Regions from separate parts of the Zea mays genome. Here region 1 is linked to region 2. Evidence: chromatin contacts called from public Hi-C data. All regions are on one chromosome and are shown on one strand. The core of a region is the stretch at or near the end of the contact, and the rest is flanking DNA. Distances in the headings are between cores, read along the strand shown. Region 1 holds the start of LOC100282877. Region 2 holds the start of LOC100278585.

The links. A called contact is a pair of places that touch in the nucleus more often than the background predicts.
Region 1: a contact with region 2 is called in a Hi-C map of leaf, with 7 times the contacts expected there. The contact joins the promoter of LOC100282877 here to the promoter of LOC100278585 in region 2. A contact is called at or near these places in 11 of 25 Hi-C or Micro-C datasets (ear, endosperm, leaf and 2 more) and 1 of 3 datasets of contacts at active chromatin or transcription factors (seedling).

The regions. Positions count from the first base shown.
Region 1 is chr1:42,010,040-42,013,088 of Zm-B73-REFERENCE-NAM-5.0, forward strand. LOC100282877 reads left to right here and starts at 1,306. Exons shown (of 2, transcript NM_001155783.1): 1 at 1,306-1,678; 2 at 2,825-3,049. The coding sequence starts at 1,440.
Region 2 is chr1:41,866,118-41,869,131 of Zm-B73-REFERENCE-NAM-5.0, forward strand. It overlaps LOC100278585, which reads right to left and starts at 1,596. Exons shown (of 1, transcript NM_001151816.1): 1 at 543-1,596. The coding sequence starts at 1,515. The coding sequence ends at 712.

The DNA of each region.
Region 1 (3,049 bases), core at 56-2,555, 140 kb after region 2:
GACCACCACTTATGCGCTTGATCTAGATTTAGGTTTAGTGTTTAGTGAGTTTTGTATGCCTCTTACTACTCAGTGCTTGTGTGCACCATCATTGTACTAAGAGGGGTTTGTAGTCTTGTGAGATCATACCAACAGTGTTTGTGGTGTGACCAGCATCATGTATTATTAGGGAGAATGAGGCCCACGACGATGTGACCAAGCCATGTCCAAACCATGGGAGCAGTACCGAAGTGCCTCTGTCAAACATGACGCCGAATACATTATGGAGAGTATCACCCTCGCTGATCGGTGGTACCAGTCAACCCCAGCCACGAATATCTCAACATTGGGGTCTCTACAGTGACCCATATATACGCTAGAAGGGACATGGCAATACACCGTTCTAGGTGTATGCCTACGCATGATGGAAGGTGACACAGATGGGATGACAGAAGATGAACCTGTACTGAAGATGTCCCTAAACTTCACCAAGAACCGACTCAGCGGGACCCACTAGACACCACATAAAAATAGCTACAGGAACTCGTATGATGAACGAACAAGACGCAACACCATACAAGGGGTACGGCGACGCATGACCTAGCAGACGACATCGTAGAGGCTACGCAGCCTGGAAGCACGAGCCCGAACTCCACCCGAGCAGAATACAAGTTCTCATTGTAAAGTCTAACTTTGAGCTATAAAATGGCAAGACAACCCCCATCTTCAGAAGACAACTACACACAAGCACTAAACTGTAACACGCTCCAAGCAATACTATGATCAACACTACACCAGACTAAGGCTCTAGCCTGAACCAGTATAACCCCTGGCTCAGATCCATATTCGAGCCCCTTGTGTCTCATCATTCGGAGTGAGTCCATACTAGCACCCCTGCTGAATACAAATCTTATTGTCCCCTAGTTTTCGAAACCACGACAGGGCTGAGCAGATGAGTTTTTTTTTAAAAAAAAAGTAATAACGTTATTTTTATAAATAGTTTTGAAAAATATTAAAACAATCTTTAAATTAAAGTTGTTTAAAAAAACTATGGTGTTGAAGCTTTATATATATAACCCATTTTTTTAATAAAATCAATGCTTCAAAAAATAGAGGTTTATTTTTTTTAGAAACTCTAAAGATTTACTGTGTCTAAAACTGTAAATAACCAGCATTTTACAAAGCAGTAATACGAGTATTTGTCTAATACTCCTAAAACATGTTCGGCCCATTGTCGATCCCGCTCGGCCCAGCTCACCACCGCTGCACGCACGGCCAGAATCACCCCGAGCCCGACCCAGACGGGTTCCTCTCCTCACCAGCATCATATCTTCCTCCCTCGCCTATTCCCCTTCCCCGCGTGCCGCGTCAAACAAATCTAGGCTTCCAAGCGAGCGAAAGCCTTCCTCCGCCAGCCGATCTACCAACATCCTCTCCGCCGATTGGAGGCACCTGCGAAGATGCCGCAGCGGCACTCAAAGAACAACAACGACCTCGCCTTCTTCACGTACGAGGAGAAGCGGAAGCTCGGGTACGGCACGCAGCGGGAGCGCCTGGGGAAGGACTCCATCAAGCCCTTCGACGCCTGCTGCCTCTGCCTCAAGCCGCTCATCGACCCGCTCTGCTGCCCCAAGGGCCATACCTTCTGCAAGGAGTGCATCCTTGAGTGCCTCCTCGCCCAGAAGAAGGACATCAAGCGGTAGGTAGCAACACTGCACGGTCTACTAATCTAAATTATTGATTGCTTATTAGTATTTTTATATTGATTTAAGTGGTAGTTGGTTGGGCCATTGGGGTAGGAGGGTGCGCGGTGGTAGGGGTGCTATAGGGTTTCATAATATCTGCTGGAAGAATTGTCAGGCTAATATTAGTGCTATACTTAGGTGGCTGATGATTTTCGTGTGGATATTAAGCTAAGCACGACCATGAATTTTAGGCCAACATTATCTCACCTGGAGTTAGATTTAGTTTTTGCAAGGTCGCACTTGTACTTGGGATAAAATTATCTTTTAGGGCTAGTTTGGAAACTCAAATCGAGGATCAAAGAGGATTTAGGGTTTGTTCGGTTAGTTTGGATTGTAGACAGGAACCATTCTAGCTATCAAGGTAATACAAATTTGTTAACCATTCCAATCCTGATCCATTCCGGGCACTGGTTCCGGAGGAACCGAACGGGGCCTCAGGTGAAATGAACTAATTTTTCACTCAATCCCCTCTAACCTTGGAGGAGATTTGAGTTTCCAAACTAGCCCTACCCCTACCGTGTCTTTGATTCGAACTCTTGTATGTAGTATAGTTTCGGCATCCAACATTTGACCCTAGCCATTTCTCATTGTACTTGCAAGTAGAACTGAGCATGGGCCACCCGATCCGACCCTAGCAATGCAATGGATGGGTACGAGCCATAGTTTTTGACTCGTAATAATCCATGAGCCGGGTATGGGGCGTGCCAAACAACCCACGACCTGATCCGACCTGATGTTTGAACATGTCTAGCTACAAGTATATGTTTTTTTTGCTAAAGTTCATTTTGCGAGCATTCATGTTCATCAGTCACTGGTCATTAGACTAAGGAGGTGTTAGGTTTCTTTAGTCACCATACTAAACTTCAGTTCCTAAAATTTCTATTTGGGAGGTCTTATTTAGTCATATTGTTTGGCAGTTTAGGACCTAAAGTTTAGGAGGTGGGAACCAAACACCCCCTAATTCCCCTCTTGTAGTTTCCTTACCTAGAATTCCTGTTGTTCATGATGAGCCTCAAAATTTTTGTAGTTGGCCTTGAACTATCTGCTTTGTAATTCAGTCTACTGAACAGAGTACTGAGGGTTTACTCTTATTCTTCCAGTAAGCTAGCAGCTCACGAGGCCCAGAAGAAGCAAGAGAAGGAAGAGGAGGAGGAAAAGCTAATTCTGCAGAAGGCTAAGGAGTTGGATGCCTTTGATCAGCAGAATCATGGGGCTGTTCCCCAGTACCATGATCGCAGTGGTTCCCAAGGCAAGAATGGGTTTCATGGAGCGAACAGTGTGAAGGTCACTTCTTTTGAAGAGGAAGCCCTCCGTAACATGAAGGC
Region 2 (3,014 bases), core at 346-2,845:
TACTCTAGGGTATATGTTGAATTGTGTATGTGATTTAGTAACTGTGTTAGCTTAGCCTGATCATTTATGCAAGATTCAAAGTCATATGTTAAATTCAAGGTATTATGAGACCTTTTAAATATATAAGCATGCTTTTGTTCGTTTTGTACACATATACGGAATCACCTAGATAATTTTATAGATGTGTTATCAAATTGTGTACTAAATAAAAACTTACTTAACAATGTTTCTAAAACCATTTATTAACATCACTATCTATAGCAACAATAGTGTAAGTTGACCCGGGCTTGACTAAATCCTGGACCCACGACTGCATGACAGCATGTTGCAATGTGTAAATAAGAGGGTGCAGAGTACTGAAGAGAAAGGCAGAAAGTACCTACTATACTACCATACCGATTCCTGATCTCTCAGCTTTGTATATGATCGTATGATCAGCAAGAGAAAGAAGACCCATTTAACACAACAGACAACATATATGTAGAGTAAGTATTGAATAAAGAATATATTTAAAACCCCAAGAGGTAACGTGTACCTGTGGTAACAGAAGCAAAGTATAGATGTGATTGATTTCTCAACAGAATACAATAGACAGCTTAAACAGCTATAAGCGAGAAAAGGACAACAGATCTTTATTTGTTTTTGTCACACAGATTGATGCACTGCGGCACTGCTTCTTCCACCAAGCACACTGCAAGCTCTAGAAAGCCATTACCTAGCAGGCGTGGTTGGGCCATTGACGACATTCCTGCGCACTACCCTGGGCCCTCCGCTGCTACCGTTCTCCTTGGAGCGATTGGCATTGCCACCGTCGTCAGTGTCCACGACCAAATCCCGAAGACCCATGCTCAATTCCTTCTCTCTCATCTCCTTCTCCTTCTTCTTGGCCCTGGCTGTGGCAGCAGCGAGCGGCTCGAAGTGGTTGCCATAAATGTACTCTGCGGAGTATCCTTCCTCGTCGTCGAACAGCATGACGTGGCCATGCCATTCCCAGATGCGATACTCCCCGCTGGCATCGTCGTGGAAACCGACGCAGAGGTGGTGGTCGCCGACAGCCACGGACTGGCCCGAATTGGGCTTGAGCTTGTCCTCGGCCTCCCCGGCCAGCACCATCCGCACAATCTCCTTCTCCAGCTTCGCCTCCTCCCTCGCCAGCATCCGCCGCCGCCTCGCCTCCCCGGAGCCCTCCCCGCCAGCGAGCCCACCATCCTCATCCTCCACGTCTTCGTCATCATCCGACGCCCCTGCAGCGGCGGATAGCGCGGCGAACTCGTTGAGGAGGAAGTCGTCAAGGTCCTGGGTGAGGAATGAGTTGGTGTCGAGGAAGGGCGGGCGGAGCTGGACGCGGGTCATGAGGTTCTGGAGGAAGAGGGCGTCCACCGGCGAAGCGGAGGTGGCGTGGCTATTTCCCGCCGCAGCGGCGGTTGCTGCGGAGGTGTCGTGGCCATTGCCCGCCGCAGCGGCGGTTGCTGCGGAGGTGGGGTGCCGGGCAGGAGGAGGCGGCGGCGAAGCCATGGGCGCCGTGGTAGGGTTTTGGGTTTGGGGGTTGCGTTGCCTGTGGTTGTGGTCGTGTGGAAGCAGGGCTGCAGGTTGGGGACTTGGGGATTGGGGAATGACCACGCCAACTCGGGGGTGGACGGCGATGAGATATTTTTATCTTTGGAATGTTTGAACATGGGCCTCTTTTGTGGGCTAGGCTTTAGATGCTTTGAACTTTTGGTAAGCATGTAGTAGTTAGAGCAACTCCAATAGTTATCTAAACAACTCTCTAAATCTTAAATCTAAGAAGTGAACAGAAAAATGTTTCTACAATGGTTATCTAAATAGACTTGCTAAATTTACTTAGTTGCTATTCAACTCTATTTACTCTCCACATTTAGCAACTTGGTAGAAACTCCCTAAATGCAGTTGACATATTATTTTTCTATTTTCCACACAGTGAGGTAGCCAGGTATATCACGCTCTTTTTTCACTTTCTAGCATAATGATGTAGCTAGGTCAAACATGTATGCACACAAGTTTTTCCTTCACCGTCGAACCCAACTTTCTCATAGGTTGCGCCACCGGACCACCACTCCTCCATAGTTCATATCGACCGGCCTTTTCTCTTCTGCCATCACATCCTCTGGTCTCAACCTTATTGTCAGGCAGATCTCATATATAGGGGCAGTGCGGCTAAAGCTAGATTCAAAATCGAACTACTTCCTAAATATGATCAACTATTGGAGACTAAGTTATTTTTTACTTCCAATAGCTATTTAGCACCTTGCTAAACATGATTTTAGCAAGCTATTTTTTAGAGAACTATTGGAGTTGCTCTTAGTGGCCTATTTTTTTTCAAAGCAAGAGAAACCGAAGCCCAGAACTAACAACACTTGTACCTCTGGACTTAGAGCTTATTCAGTCACATGAAAATATTGCAATCTAAGGGCTAGTTTGGTAACCTCAATTTCCCATGAGATTTCTATTTTCTTATGGGAAAATGAACTAATTTCCCTTGGGAAAATAGAAATCCCTTGGGAAATTAGGGTTCCCAAACTAGCCCTAAATGGTGAACGAGAATATAGATCTATAAATAATAGTTTGGATTTTATAATTTAGGTTGTCTAGATCTCTTGAACACAAGAGCTAGATTGTTGTTGGTTAGGTTTGAGGGAGATCATGAACCTATTAACCTAGCTATTGTACAATTATATTCTTTGGTAGTTTTAAATATTTGTTTTTTCTTTGGAATGTTTGAACATGGGCATCTTTCATGGGTTGGGTTTGAGATGCTTTAGACTTTTGGTAAGCATGAAGTAGTCAATGGCCCATTTTCTTTGAAGCAAAAGAACCTACAGTCCGAAACTAACAACACCAGTACCTCACCCACCATCTAAGCCAAGCTATATGGTTTTCTATGTTGAGAAACCCTAATGAAGGGTTATGTGAGCAAATACCGAGTATGCCCCCGAGGGCAATCACGTTTCTATATATAGAACATGTACCCCCTCATATGGAATAGAGATCAGAAA